2 separate regions of the Rattus norvegicus genome follow, and region 2 is linked to region 1. The links are chromatin contacts, called in public Hi-C maps. All regions are on one chromosome and are shown on one strand. Each heading gives the region's core, a stretch centred on a gene start, on an enhancer-like site or on the middle of the called end of the contact. The rest is flanking DNA. Distances are from core to core; before and after follow the strand shown. Region 1 overlaps Gsk3b (glycogen synthase kinase 3 beta). Region 2 holds the start of Gsk3b (glycogen synthase kinase 3 beta).

The links. A called contact is a pair of places that touch in the nucleus more often than the background predicts.
Region 2: a Hi-C map of liver shows a contact between it and region 1, with 3 times the contacts expected there. The contact joins the promoter of Gsk3b here to the enhancer-like site in region 1. A contact is called at or near these places in 6 of 12 Hi-C or Micro-C datasets (frontal cortex, hepatocytes, kidney and 2 more).

What each region holds. Positions count from the first base shown.
Region 1 is chr11:76,106,293-76,113,957 of GRCr8, forward strand. All of the region lies in intron 1 of Gsk3b (glycogen synthase kinase 3 beta), which reads right to left. Among named protein-coding and RNA genes, the nearest start is that of Gsk3b, 43 kb to the right of the region's middle. Within about 2 kb of position 3,464, at least 9 of the 93 cell types and tissues checked have an H3K27ac peak or open chromatin away from gene starts, as enhancers often do. A contact at or near this core is called in liver, where this site is marked.
Region 2 is chr11:76,148,859-76,156,523 of GRCr8, forward strand. It overlaps Gsk3b (glycogen synthase kinase 3 beta), which reads right to left and starts at 4,391. Exons shown (of 11, transcript NM_032080.1): 1 at 4,165-4,391. The coding sequence starts at 4,252.

The DNA of each region.
Region 1 (7,665 bases), core at 2,214-4,713:
AAAAAAATTTTTAGTAAAAAAATGTCAATCCCACCTAATCCTATGTAAAGCATTAGGGTAAACTAACCAAGCAAGAAGGGTGAGCTGAATCTGGTTCTGAAAGGGCTCGGCCGGCCGCACCGCGCTGCAGGCATTTGCTGCAGGCAGCGTTGCTCTAAACACACCGTGAGCTGTGCTGATGACTGCACTGCTACGGCACAGACTGCCGATCCTGAAATGCCTTCATTCAGGTTGAAGACTACTGTACACTATGAACTACAGGGTTTTACTATGCATATAAATACATACAAAGTTTTTGGCTCTTACAGATAATGGTTTAGCGAAAGCAAAGACTTTTCATATTTTCTACCGTCATTCCTGGATGTATAACAAATTACATATCTCTAAATTGTATTATATTAAAATGTTTTATTTTTAAAATTGCTGTTGGAGCTGGAGAGATGGCTCAGCAGTTTAGAGCAATTGTTGCTCTTTCAGAGGACCAGAGTTTAAGTCCCAGAACCCAGACGGTAGACTTACAGTTATCAACTTTAACTCCAGTTCTAAGGGCTCCACACCCACACTCTACATATGTCATGACATACATGCATGCAGGAAAACACACACACACACACACACACACACACACACACACACACACACACAATGAAGTAAATATCTTAAAACTAGGTGGTTTTAGAAAGACACGACTCAGAACCCCACAACAGTATGCAAAGCTCCCAGCGGAGGCTACAGTCTACTGCAACAGAAGAGTCCCTGCATGGGAGCTTGAGCAGAGACATGCACAAGTGTTTGTGCCCAGGTATGTGTTCTAGGATTCCACGTTTGGGGAACGAGGCTATCTGCAGTGGGTGGGCCAGATCACCTCACTCAACAATCCCCACAGACTTATCCAAAGGCTCACCTCTCAGACAGTACTAACATCTGTCACGTTGTTAACACCGTGTCAACACACTTCTACCATGCTACCCTGAGTAGTGGTATTCTCAGCATTGATCAGTCTACTTGAAGATATTCATCAACTATGAAACCTCTGAAGCAGGGATCAACGGCAGTGTGTTTACCTCACATAGAATTCTGAAGATACTCTTCATCATGCAGTATCAAATATTTACCGATTTAATTATTTATGTAAAAATAAACATCTACATTATTAGTATGCAAACTTGATTTTGTCTTTAGTAAGTGGGATTATTATACCTATAATGAATTTTCTGAAATATATTTGACTTATTAGCAGTAAATGTACACTGTATTATATATATTTGTTTTAGAATTTTAAAATGACACTATGTTCTGTGTGTGTGCGCACGTGTGTGTGTGTGTGTGTGTGTGTGTGTGTGTAGTTTGTCTCACACCGGGATGAACTCGCATCATAAGGCTTTGACAGTGGGTGTCCCTACCCACTCAGCGATCTTGCTAGCGTTGTGCACCTATTTTAGATATCGATGCACCTGGTGTTGCCTAGATTTGTTTCAAACAAAAAGAGGGGTCACAAGAAGAAAAAGTTTACGAAGCCCTGAGACACTTCAGTCATTACCCCCAGGTCAGACTGGGAGTGCACTTTCACTGGTGGCCTAGCAGGACCGCTGTGACAGACCCAGAAAGGACAATAGCATGACTGGCATAAACCCTCATGTGTATGAAGGAGGACCACTTTTTGAGCCAACTAATTAACACTCCTGTGTTGCCTCCCCTAATGCTACAACATTAGGTGTAGCATTAAATTAATAAAAAGATTTTCCCAGGTGGGTTTTTCTTGCCTGCTTCTAGTGGAGCAGATTGCACAGGCAGCGTCGCAGGACAGTGGCCATAGAGTGGGGCAACGATGGATGCCGCAGTTCAACACACTACAGAGGTGTGGAGTTTCCAGCTGTTTTGAAAGCTGCAGAGGACATGGATCTTCTAACTGAACTGCAAAACCAAGGGAATTCTGCACTTGCAGCAGAGGCATGGAGTTGCACAACTGCCCAGAGTGATCAGACAGTAGAGGGCGAGCTAAGCAGGAGACAAGCAGAGCTTCCAGTGCACTGAAGCGGCCAGGTGCCCTTAGTTACAGAAACAGGTTAAGGCCAACAGAAGCAACAACTGGGGGTGGGGAGTGGAGAATGGGGCGGGTGTGTGTGTGTGTGTGTGTGTGTGTGTGTGTGTGTGTGGGAGGGAGGGAGGGAGGGAGAGAGAGAGAGAGAGAGAGAGAGAGAGAGAGAGAGAGAGAGAGAGAGAGCGCACATGTGGGAGAGCGAGCATGGGAGAGCCATAACACTGTTACAAAGCTGTAACAGTAGCTGCTGTGAAGAGCTGAGAAACCCAAAACTGAGGTACATAAGCTGCAAGGCCAACTGCCTATGATCTGTTAACTGTTCTGGTAAACGGGCCTACACAAGAGCTACAAAACAAAAGGTGTTACCCACTTGTCTTAGTCAGGGTTTGAATTCCTGCACAAACATCATGACCAAGAAGCAAGTTGGGGAGGAAAGGGTTTATTCACCTTACACTTCCACACTGCTGTTCATCACCAAAGGAAGTCAGGACTGGAACTCAAGCAGGTCAGGAAGCAGGAGCTGATGCAGAGGCCGTGGGGAGATATTACTTACTGGCTTGCTTCCCTGGCTTGCTCAGCTTGCTCTCTTATAGAACCCAAGACCACCAGCCCAGGGATGGCACCACCCACAACAGGCCCCACTGGATCACTAATTGAGAAAATGCCTTACAACTGGGTCTCATGGAGGAATTTCCTCAAGGGAGGCTCCTTTCTCCGTGATAACTCCAGCTTGTGTCAAGTTGACACACAAAACCAGCCAGTTCATCACTTGTTATGCTTGCCTGCTGCCACTGTTACCACTCACTCACACTAGAAACAGAAAAAATTCAAAAGAGAGAAGGGGGGAGGGAGGGAGGGAGAAAGGGAGGGAGGGAGGGAGGGAGGGAGGGAGGGAGGGAGGGAGGAAGAAAGAAAGAAAGAAAGAAAGAAAGAAAGAAAGAAAGAGAAAGTCAGTCAAGACCAGTCCTTGAAGAGTTTCTCCTTGCCTGCCCACTTTCCAAATAAAACCAAAGGACTCCACCCCGCTGCTGGGTAACGGACCCCATGTTTTGAAGCGTCCAGCCTACTGCTGTGTATCTGTAATATAGGAGTGCCAGTCACTTTGGAGGATTCTCTGAGGAATGCTAACCACTCACTAGGTAGTTTGACTTATTTAATGATGCACTATATACTGGGTGCTCAATAAATTACACTCTTGGAATTCTGACTTACTGAGCAGAAACAACAACATCCTCCCTGTCTCCAGGGCTCTCGTACCTCTGACTGTGGCCTACTGTGGTGCTTATCGCAATGTTCTATACTTAGTAAAAGCACTGGCCCCTCACTTAGCTAAGAACTCTTAGAAAAACAGAGGTTATCTTGACCATTTCCCTCCTGCTTATTATTAGCACAGGATTTAACACAATCAAAGCGCTCAGCAAATGCTGTCTCGGGATTAGCGGAGACTGCTCTCGCAGCAGCACTGCTCCGCTGAGGGCTGACTGATTCTGCACCTCTGCTTCCACTTCTTTCTATGCTTGCCGCTGATCGGATCCAAATCCCGGGGTGAAAGCACATAAACGCCTTTAGAACAGCAAAATATGATTCAGAACTTACTGAAAATAGGGTGGTGTTTGCCACACGTGGGTTTACCAGAGTCCAGAATTGTTGCTCGCTCTCCAACAATATACTATGGGCTTGGCTATTAAGAGGACACATTGCTGTCCAGGTCCAAAACCTAACTGTGTTCAGCAAAACTAAACTTCAAATACTTCACAGAAAAGTCTGGTAACAGACCCTAGTAGCTACCCAAAATTTTACTTGGAAATAGCTATACTTGTTTTGAACTAGCTTTAATGAACATATTTCTATCTTCTCTTAACTATAACTGTACTTTAAACCAAGCAAAAATGTCAAAATAAAAATGAACTGCACTAATTTAACTCTGAACTGATATTATTTTACTAAAATTCATAGAATCAAGCACATTTCCTATTTTTTTAGCTTCCATGAACTAGAAGAGACTCAAACCAAACCAAAAATGAATAAATATTTGACTTGATCTAATACCACACTTGAAATAATTACCACAGGTTTTAGAAACAAGTATCTGATATCTAAAGGATATGCAGTATGCCCAAGCTGCTTTGACTTTAGAACTTTGACATTTAAAATTTTCATGTGCCTACCAAACTGCACACCTGAGAAACAAAGGGAGATAGACAGGCATTTTCCCTTTAAAAAGCTAATTTACCAGATTACCAATGTAGTAATACACCATACCCAGAAGGAAAGAATTCATTAAAAGTACTTACAGTAAAAAAGCAAATAATTACTTTAAGATCTATGATTCTGAATGAGGGCTTCCTGCCCAGCCACAAATCCAAAAGAAAGCCAGAAAAATCATCTTACAAAACTGGTGAATCGAGTTCTAGCCCATCCTGAGTGCAGCATCAGAACTAACACTCTACACATTTTAGGTCTGTTAGGACTTACCACTCAACCCTTTCATGGAAAATATGGCCTGCCTTCTGACAACCCAGTACACATTGTAGCAGCTCGTTCAATTTTGCTTTCCACTGAAATAGGCACCAAAAAAAAAAAAAAAAAAAAACAAAAACAAAAACAAAAAACAAAAACCTTGCTTCTTTCCCATAGCACATCACACAAGTTCATCTTTACATACTTTAAAGTGTAAAATTATTAATCTAAAAACTGCAGAGAAGTATCTGACACAGAGTCTGTGTTCTCTAGAACCACTGTTTACTACAGGTGGACCCATGTTTTACTAATCACTACTTAACAACCAAACTCCATTAATTGAAGGCATCAACCATGTTCACCAGTCTTTCTAGAAACGACCCCATTTCACACCCACACACAGCAGAACGTAAAGTAACTGCTCGTTTGAGTTTTTTTTTTTTTTAAATCTGCAGCTGCCAGTATCCTTTAGAAACTACAGAGATGAGAGTGACTGAAATAAACACAGCAGACTTCAAAAGAGGTGGCAAACACACAACCAGACTGTCTGACGAGCTTCCCTGCGCCCAGCCAAGATCACCACACAACGCTGACGGAGCACTTCAGAGTTTACAAGGTGTGTTATCTGTATCCATCATAAGCCAACCACTATAAAAGGGAGAGAAAAATGATTTGAAACCAGGGAGAAGGGGGTGAAAACTCAGAAACTAACTGGATTATATAGTAAGATCAGAAACTAAACCCTGGTCATCCGATCCACAAGTTCTGTACACTGTTCAATGCACCTAAAAGTGGAAGTAAACTGAGTCATGCATATTCCAAATAAATCCAAGAAAACTCAGTCCAACAGAAGCTCACACTTTGAGTAAAGTCTTCACACCTTTTAATATAAAGTGTTAAGAACACCTTTTAAAATACAACAGTTTAATTTTGCCTGATAAAAACCAACTTTTTAGATTCATAACTCATCTAAAATGAGTAAAAGGAGACTTGAGAGCACACATTTAAGAAAATGTATCATCATACAAAGGAATAATCAACTGCTTACTACCAGCTATTGCTCTTGCAAGACCAGAAGGAACAGAAATGGAAAACAGGGGAGCATGATTTTCTACAAGCAAAGAGAAGTGTGAAGAACAGATCTCACTAGATCACCCAACAGTTTTGATGTAAATTTAATACTATAATTTTTATAAATCCAAAAGCACAAACTTGCTTTAAAATAGGTATTAAATAAAAGTGCCTTTAGTTTATAAACTACTACCGTTGATGTGAGACTCTTCAAATAAAAATGGCAAAGAGATGCACTGTCCCCACTTCCCATCTGACCAGACTCCAGACACTCAGTTACTGAGCAGCACCGGGACGGCCAGCCTGACTCTTAACATTGCCACGTTCCTACATCTGCAATCAGTCACACAAAACCGTCCCTTTCCCGTAAGCTTGCAACAGTTTTACGTCAGTAAAATCAATCCCAGACAAATTTATCCCACATCTCGCATCTTAGTTGTTACTGGGGCAGGGGGAGTCTTCCTTTCTTCTCCCTACAGATTTCATTCTAAACCCCAAGATCTAAAACCAAGCTTAACCACAGGTAGTAAGCGAAGGCACAGGACTTGGCTTATTTGGCTTATTTGTCACTGTGAATACACACATATTTATATTAACCATTACGCAGTCCTTTATAGGACAACTTAGGAAAATACACCTAAGAAACAAACCCTGAAATTTTAAAATTTCAACAAAGAATACTACTTAATAGCTTCATAGGAACCCATGTAACTATGAAAAGTAACCAGATAAGAGCATGGTCATTTACGTCAGGTCTGCAAGAGACATCATACATAAATAAAATTACCTTTCTAACCATTTCCCCAAATATCCAAATCTTTCTAATGCATATTAAATGCCTAAATTATGCTTAGGTCTACCAAAGTCCATTGATCCAGGAAGGAAGAGTATAGCCAACTACGTCCGATCACAGAGCTAAGCCACTTTGTGTCTCTCCTCACAAAGCTGCATTAGAAACAATGCTCCCTGGGTAAAGAAAAAAGACACAGCCCTGAATGACACCGCCCTACACACACTGGTCAGAAATGCGGCTGACCTTGCTGGGGGTCAGCCTTCCAGAGCACCTCCCACATTGGTTAGGCCAGCCTTCCAGAGCACCTCCCACATTGGGTAGGACAGCCTTCAGAGCACCTCCCACACTGGTTAGGACAGCCTTCAGAGCACCTCCCACACTGGTTAGGACAGCCTTCAGAGCACCTCCCACATTGGGTAGGCCAGCCTTTAGAGCACCTCCCACATTGGGTAGGCCAGCCTTCAGAGCACCTCCCACACTGGTTAGGACAGCCTTCAGAGCACCTCCCACATTGGGTAGGACAGCCTTCAGAGCACCTCCCACACTGGTTAGGACAGCCTTCAGAGCACCTCCCACACTGGTTAGGACAGCCTTCAGAGCACCTCCCACATTGCTGATATTGTGAAATGTCAGAAACTGAGGACAAAGGTAGGAAACAATTTCATCCTTGGATGGCCTGAATGTCTCTAATTCTTCCCTTTTCAGATATTTTTGTCATCTCCAGTCAGATATTTCAATTGGACTTCAAGTCGATGAGAAGTGAAAAGCTCCTAATTAAACAAATCATTTGTAAAAAATCAGACAGTTTACCAAGCTACATTTAGAAAACAATGATAGTGAGTGAAATCAAAACACATATGCTGTTTTAGTTTTAAAAACCATCCAGGCTGAGAAAGTAAAGCCCATTTGTTTCATGGCTCTGTTTCCTCCCGCAGCACCGTGTTCCTGTCTGTGACAGTCCTCAATCCGCAGCTACTCGTGAGGAAGGAAAGGGAAGTGGAAGAGCTTCCTACACTTCATTTCTCACCTCCGGTCCCCAGCACCCTACTCATCATCTGTAACATCACCAGGTTTCCAGGTTAGTGAACCAGGCTGAGGGAAGGAACGAAATCAACAAAGGACCTACCCAGTACCCAACACTGAAGCCTCCCTGAAGCCTGTTCTCCACCTCACTACTACACCTGGAGGTGCACAGAGTGAACTAAAACAAGCCACATTCATAAAGGACAAAGACCCGGAATAAGGAAATAAGGAACCAGGAAGAAGTCACAGACAACTAAAGACATGGGGGAAACAGCTC
Region 2 (7,665 bases), core at 3,141-5,640, 43 kb after region 1:
TTGGGAGGCAGAGGAAGGCAGATCTCTGTCTCTCCAAAGCTAGTTCCACGACAGCCAGGGCTACACAGGGAAACCCTGTCTCAAAAAAAAAAAAAAAGGGGGGGGGGTGAGGAATAGTTCCTAATAACCTATTTCTTCCATATCACAAGGAAATGAACCTTCCTTGGAAATTAGGGCGCCTCCAAGTTGCTAACTAGTCTTTGATTATAAGACAGTATAATTTGATATTGCAGAATACTATGCAACTTATAAATTGGTCTATTTTCACTGATGATTTTTTTTTTGTTGTTGTTGTCTTTCTATGCAGTCCTGGCTGACCTGGAACTACTTCACTTGCCATGTCGACAGGGCAACCAGTGACCGGCCTGCCTCCTCAGAACTGGGATTAAAGATGTGTGCCACAGCTGCTAATGAAAATGTTATGTGTTGAAACAACCTAAGTGATAGTATTTCCCTCTTTCCATACCTTATATACAAGCACTATATCTGAGCAACCAGCCAAGTTGTCTTCCAATGGTTCGCCATAAGCCTTGGCCAAGCTGGCCTCAAACTTACAGAGATCCAAGTCCCTCTGCCTCCAGAGTGCTGATCAAAAGCCGTGTGCCACCACTGCCCAGCCTCACCATAAGCATCTGACAAAATGTTAACCAAAATCACCGTGCACTCACTCTATTTTGAGTAAAAGGTGTTATTCAACAGTAGAATCTGTGTATATGTTAATATTCATTTAATCTCCATAAATCTGGATGTGAATAAAAATTGATTTCATTACAGCAAGGAAAAAGTGTTTGAGAGGCTAGAGAGATGGCTCAGTGGTTAACAGCATGGACTACAATTCCCAGCAACCACATGGCAGTTCACAGTTGTCTGTAACTCCAAGATCCAGCACCCACACAGAGAGAAATACAGGTAACACATTAATGCACACAAAATAAAAATAAATTAAAATAAAAAATATTTGAAATATACTTATTTAATAATGCCTCAACAGAAAAAAATGTTAACAATCAACTTTTAATTAAATCTTAAAGGTATTATTTTACAGGCAAATTTTACCTAAGAAGCATTACTTATGAAAAATACATTTAAGAATGACCCAAAGATTAAGACTATATAAAATGACTAGTGGTGGAAGGCACTTTCATCCCAGCATTTGGGAGGCAGAAGCAAGTGGGTATCTGTTAATTCAAGGCTAGGCAGGTCTACATAGCAAGTAAGTACCAGAACAGCCAGGGCTACACAGAGAAAAACCCTGTCTCAAAACAAAACAAAATATGTGTTTAAGTATAACCTCTAGTTACTGTCCTCAAATACAACCTGGCATTTCTAGGTGAGGATTAGAAATTAACAGACTAGAAAGTTAAGCTCTGCTAGTAACCGACCGCCAGACACTTATTGTATGCCATTTTTAAAAACTGAACTCATCCGCCCTCTCGTCTCAGCATTTTCTCAATTTCCCATTACAATGAACAATGTAACCCAGCGGTCAAGTCTTCCAGACCAATAACCTCAGACTTTATTTTTAACTCCTGACTCCACAAATATTCTCCTTCAGTCCAATCCAAAGCCCTGCCAGCTTTTCCCTCATGAGTCCTCAAATCTCTTCCTTTCATCCCATGTTCACATTTCACTGTGATCTCTAACATAGTCTACTATCTCCCAAAAGGCTTCTAATGTCTCTCCCTTCAGCTATCCAAATCCCTTCAGAACGTCTTGTTCAGCAATGCACAGTTAGTGCAGACAGATAGCTCCTAGATCCCCACCCGAACCTACAGGCCTTTTCTGCCCTTTATTAACTTACTTTCCTCTAAGCCTCAGCTCCCACGTCCCGGTTCTCCCGTGTAGGCTGGGGTAATTGAGATATACCACCTTACCTCCCATACAGAACAGACTGGCTGGGCCTGCCTTCTACCCAGTGCACTGCTTGTGTCTCCACAGGCTCATGGACTTAGCCAGCACCTGTTTTAAGAAGCACCTCTGCGGAAACCTCCCTGCTCCTTCCTCATCACCCTTTTCCTGTGTCCCTCTGAACAAATGGTTCACTTGGCGTTTTATAATACTGCGGTTATCAGGCTTATCGCCTTCGCCCTTTTCTGAATGTGTATGCCTTTACATCAGAGGCTCTGGGAACAAGGACTTAATGTCATACATGCCTTTTTGAACACCAGCACCCTAACAAATTCCTCTTTCATCTATGTGTCCTTAATATCAAGGTTATTTTTAAAAAAAAAATAGTAATAATTAGCATCTTTTTAATGTTGACTGATATGGTAAATATAAAATTAAAACACTTTAAACTATATTCCTCTGGGATTTCCTCCACCCTAAAGAAACTCTATCAAGGCTAAGTTGTTTTCAAAGAAAATCCTGGAAACAAGAAGAGAAATTCCCAACTTTGGTATTTTAGTCTGGCATTACAGATCTCTGAAATAAACCTCATAAATGGTCTAAAATTGACTGGGTTTTTTTTTTTTTTAAACTAGTCAAAGCACAAATACTGAAGTACCATGAAAGGCTCTTCAGTAGTTACCATGAAGTCTACTTCATCATCACTGAAAATGACCCTAGCATTTTTTAAAATTCCTTTCAAATGACTCCATAAAGTGCTTAGAAAGCATGACCCTTCCCTGAAAGATGTGAAATCAGCTTCCCTCTTAACATGCCCTGCGTTCTAAATTGGCTAGTCACTCACTGAAGGAAAGAAAAAAGTTAACTTGCAAAAATCTCTCCCACTCAGCTATCGCTCTGGATACAACTTTGGACTTCTCTGTTCCAGACAAGGTCCAAAAGCCTACAGAACTGCAATCCTGCATGCAGCTGGAGGATTCCTCACTCCCAGTTGCTTAATCAATTGCACATAACAATCCTGCGTGCAACTGGAGGATTCCTCACTCCCAGTTGCTTAATCAATTGCACATAACAGCACATGCATTTTAACTTTTTAAAAATCTTAGTTCTTCAGTTACAGCAGCTCCTCTCAGCCACAAAACAGTTTTATCTATCTCCTCCCTCTTCTTTCTCAAGGAATAAGGAAAATACCATAGATATTTTGGCCAGAATCTGCAACTATGTTCTAATAAGCTGTCATGAAATACCACATAAACATCTCCACAAATAGATACATTTGAACACTGGATACTCGGTATACCAAACACTTCAAGAACACAGACTTTTTTTTTTTTTCAGCACAGATTCCCCAGCAAAAGACTGACAGATACTCATAGATACATTTTAAATCAGCCTAAAAAGGTATCCACTTGTACTCTTTAAAAAAAAAATTAACAAGTAATAAATGCAACACCACTTCAAAATTAAACTTAAATGACAGTCAGTGACAACACTTAACTTAGTATTTGGCAATATGGCAATACAACCTCAATCAAAAGTTGAATCTCCAAGTTACCTTTTGATTACACAAATTATATGGTGGCAGATTGGTAATGTCAAAACAGGAAGGTTAAGAGATAACACATTAAACCACTTAAAAATTAAAAACAATGCACTCAGAGATGCATCTGCTGCGGGATATTTCTCAGCTCCCACCAGCCCGGAGAAGAGTGAGGGATGGATACTAGCTCGCCTCCAACGGGAATGTGGGTTACCAAGCAAGTTCCTCCCCAGATTCAAAAATACTTTGTGTAGTCACACAGGCAAAAAGGAAATATTAGGAGGCTGGGGCATTTAGTATCTCTATTTAGAATGCAGACCCGTGATAACCTGAGCTAACTAAAATAAACCCCCTCATTCCAGAAGACACGGACTCGGCAAATGTACATCATGGTTTATTAATCAAGCGTTGTCCTCTTTATTCAAAGGGATGGGCAAGCGAAAGCTTCCACCGCTTAACCCGGAGGCACTGGGGCACTTGAAAAGACTGACTACCAACAGCACGGAGAACGTAAGAAAATAAGTTTCGAATCCAATCAGCCAAATAAAACTAATATTCTCTCAATTCAAGGTTAATGAGGCTGGGGGAGGGGGGTATGGGTATGGGAGGAGAAAAAGGAGCTGCCTCATCTTGAGTCAAGACAGGTTTTGCCCTTTTCCACTACCACTGGCTGACTGACTGTTCTATCAGGTCTGTTAGTTTAGATCCTGGTATTTCGAGGTTTCTTATCTTAATGGTGAGGTGGAGAAAGGGTGTAAAATAAAATCGATACTCACTGCTAACTTTCATGCTACCAAAAGCTGAAGGCTGCTGCACTGGCTTGCAGCTCTCCGCAAAGGAGGTGGTTCTCGGTCGCCCCGACATGATGGCTCTTCTCGATTCACCTTTTCCTTCCTTAATCCTTTTCTTCCTTTTGTTTTATGTTAGGGTACTAGGTTAATAATAAATGCAGCATTAAGTTCTCCCGCAAGAAAAAAAAAAAAAAGACTTCGTTCTCTTGGCCTTTCACTCCTTTTGTATAGCTATTTAAGAAGAAAAAAAAAAGGAGCTATGTATTTCTTCAAGACAGATCGGTACGGATATTTAACACATAGATGATTTAGAGCTGGGGGGAAAATATAATTCTTTCACCTCCCTTTCCTGGGAGAGGAGAAAAAGGGTGGAGTGGAATCCTTAAAAAATATATATATATCACGTGAACGAGGGCAAATACTTGATTGAAAATAAGTACTCTGAGTATTATATTTTCCTCGGGGATTTTTTTCCGAGTCAATGAAGAAGGGAAGCGGCGGAAGGATCACGAGCCTCACGCTTGAAGAGAAGGGGGATGGGAAGGAGGGAGGAGATGGCTCGGAGATGCGACGGCAAACGCTGCGGCTCCGGCAGCAGAGGGATCCGGCGGTCTGACGGCGGCGGCGGCCGGGTGAATCGGAGGGCAGCGCAGTCGCGAGTCAGTGGCGGGCGGTGGCGGCGGCGGCTCCTCTCCTCATTGCGCCAGGAGCAGCTGCAGGCGGTGGCTGGATCCAGCGGCCATGGCGGCAGCGGCGGCGGAGGCAGCTCCCTTCAGACCCCAGGCAGCGGCTCCCTGACTGCTCCCCATACGCCGGGGACATGGGAACCAGGCAACCGCTTCCGTCCCTCGGGGTCCCCTCCCCCGTCCGCGGCCCCGGCACGGCCGGCCTCCGCCCCTCGCCTCTGCTGAGCGGCTGCTCGGGAAGTGTCCGCGCTGTGCCCCGAGCCCGAAGCCCTGTCAGCGGCTGCAGGGACGGCTCCTCCTCGCTGCCTTCCTTCCTTTGTCACTCGGCCCAGGCGGCGGCGACGGCGGCGACACAAGCCCGCATTCGGCCGGGTCGGGGGCTGCTCTGTGCGAGGCGCGCCGTCTGCGCAGTCGCCTAGCCCTTCCCCACTCCCCCCTCCCCCTTCCTACTCGTCCTCCGCCTCCTTCCTCCCCCACCCAGCCTTACACCGCCCAGCGCCCCGCCGCCCGCGTAACAGGCGTCTGGGAATCGCTCGCCGAGCCCGCGCCCGCCAGCTTCGGCTGTGGAGCCGAAACCTAAGCTGGAACCAATCAAAGACGTCGTTTGCTTGCAGCTCCGGCCGGAAAAAGCCGAGCGGCCTAAATAACCAATGAGGAGACGCCGCTGGGAGACCACGCCCCGGCAACGAGGAATGCCGAAGGTAGCCGAAAAGAGGGAAAGAGGGTTCGCCTTGTTCTGTGGCTGGCTGGAGAAAAGATTCGACAATAGCGACAGTGGCCAATCGGAGCTCTAGGCCCGCAGGGGGAAGCCTGAAGAGTTAAGGACAGCGAAACTCCCGAGTCGCGGGAGGAACTACTCGGCTGGGCACCGCGCCCGTTTCCTCATTGGCTGGACAACTCCACCGGGCGTGTTCTTTTCTCAGTGATTGGTGAAGGGAAGGGGGCTTCCGAGGACATCTGGCCAGTCAGAGCCTCCCCTCCCTCTTTGAGGCGGGGAGAAGACGAAAGCGGAGGGAGTGCATCTATAAAGTGCCATCTCATTGGTCTGCAGCATCGGAGCTGTAGCGCGGGGGAGGGGAGCCGCAAAAGGGAGAAGGAGGGTGTAGGAGCCCGTGGCGGCGGCCAATGGGCGACCACTGCTGTGTAATCGCAAGACCTAGCTGCAGTGGGATTGGCCTCGGGTGGTCCCTAGAGCGGGCGGACCGGCTGAGTGGTCGGCCTGCGTCTGCTCTCCGACCCGACGCTCGTGCTGGCTGTGCAGCCGGTCTGAAAATGCTGGCGGTCGGAGGGCCGAGCCGCGAGCGCTCTAGTGGGACGAGAGGTTGTCCCCATTCCCGGGAGCTCCGCGGGGCGCAGCTTACCGAGTGCGCCCGAGGCTCCCCACCGCGCGAGCTAAGGATATGGGAACGTCTTCCCTGAAAGACGTAGGCACTCAAATGGAAACAAAGCTTCCAGAGAGGGAGCGCCTCTGGGCAGCCGCGCCCGCCCGTCGCGGGGGGCCGCTGATATCGTGGGGGTGGGGGGAGCCCTTTGCAGCAGGCGCACACTGCCAGGTCTGGCCTTCTGGAAACGCCCCCGAAAGATGAGCTCATGCTAGATGCGCGCGTTCTTTGGGCGCGACTGTACAGCGCAAAAGCAACCCCGAAAACAGGTGAGGGGAAATGTGGTCAGGCCGATACCCTGAAGCCTACAAGGAAGCTCAAGTCAGAATTGCTCGTAGCAGTTTTTAGTGTTTCGGGTGATATGCACACTGCTGCTCAAGTAGGTTTCACGTGTAGTCAAGCGTCCATTGTTCTACAAAGGAGACCATTGCCTTGGTCCGTCCATCCGAGAGCTGGGTAGCGTGGCTACTATGACGAGAGTAAATTAGAGTGGACACTGGCAATCCTGTCTGTAATCCCGTGATACTTGTAGTATCCACCCGCATAGTCATCTCTTTCTGTTGAGATGCTATCTCCAGAAAGCACATGTAAAAGTACACGTACTTGATCAGATTACCTAGCTATTGCTTTAAAATCTGATGAGAGGCTTGGGGCAGAACAAAGTAAGCTTTGAAGGGAGACAGTAAAGGTCTGGATAGTGTTTGCAGACTCAGATGTCTATAGAGGCCTGGCAAAGCGAATGAATGACACTGGCCTGGTGGAAGACAATAGGAATGTTAGGCGATGTGGAAATGGGAGTATCCATCCATGCCCTTAAGGGGGTCCACATTAAGATAGCCCTATTCCCTTTTTTGTTCCCAAAACCATAACGTTGAAGTTTTATGTGAAATTTTTAAATCTTAAGTGTTGGCTATCGATACGCCGAAACCACGTAGACCAACAAAGTAAAATCCCAGGAAAATATGCCCAACAGGCAACCAATTTGTAATCTCATCCCTTAGCACAGATTTTATGCCCCAGGTCCAGAAGAGGCTCTTGCCCTTCACAATTAAAATAGTATATAAGGTAGCTGGATGCCATGGGGGAGGGTAAAGAATGTTAAAAAGCAAACGCCTTGCTTGGCAACTTTGTCATTTGAATGGTGCCTCTCCATGCTATTATGAAAGACCTTTGCCACTGTTCTAAAATGCTGTGGTGCAAAACTTTAAATCCTTCCTACCTAATTATACCAGCAGGAAAGTAAATAACAAGGGTTTAGTTTGTAGAAACTGGCAACGTGGCTATTCTTGTACATAAAACTGGTACAGAAATAGTCTACCTTAGGGTTATGATTAGTAACTTTTCTGTTGCCTTCAGATATTTTTAACTCAATTGAAAAAAAATCTAGCTAAGGTTTCCCTTTTCATAGGAAAAATACA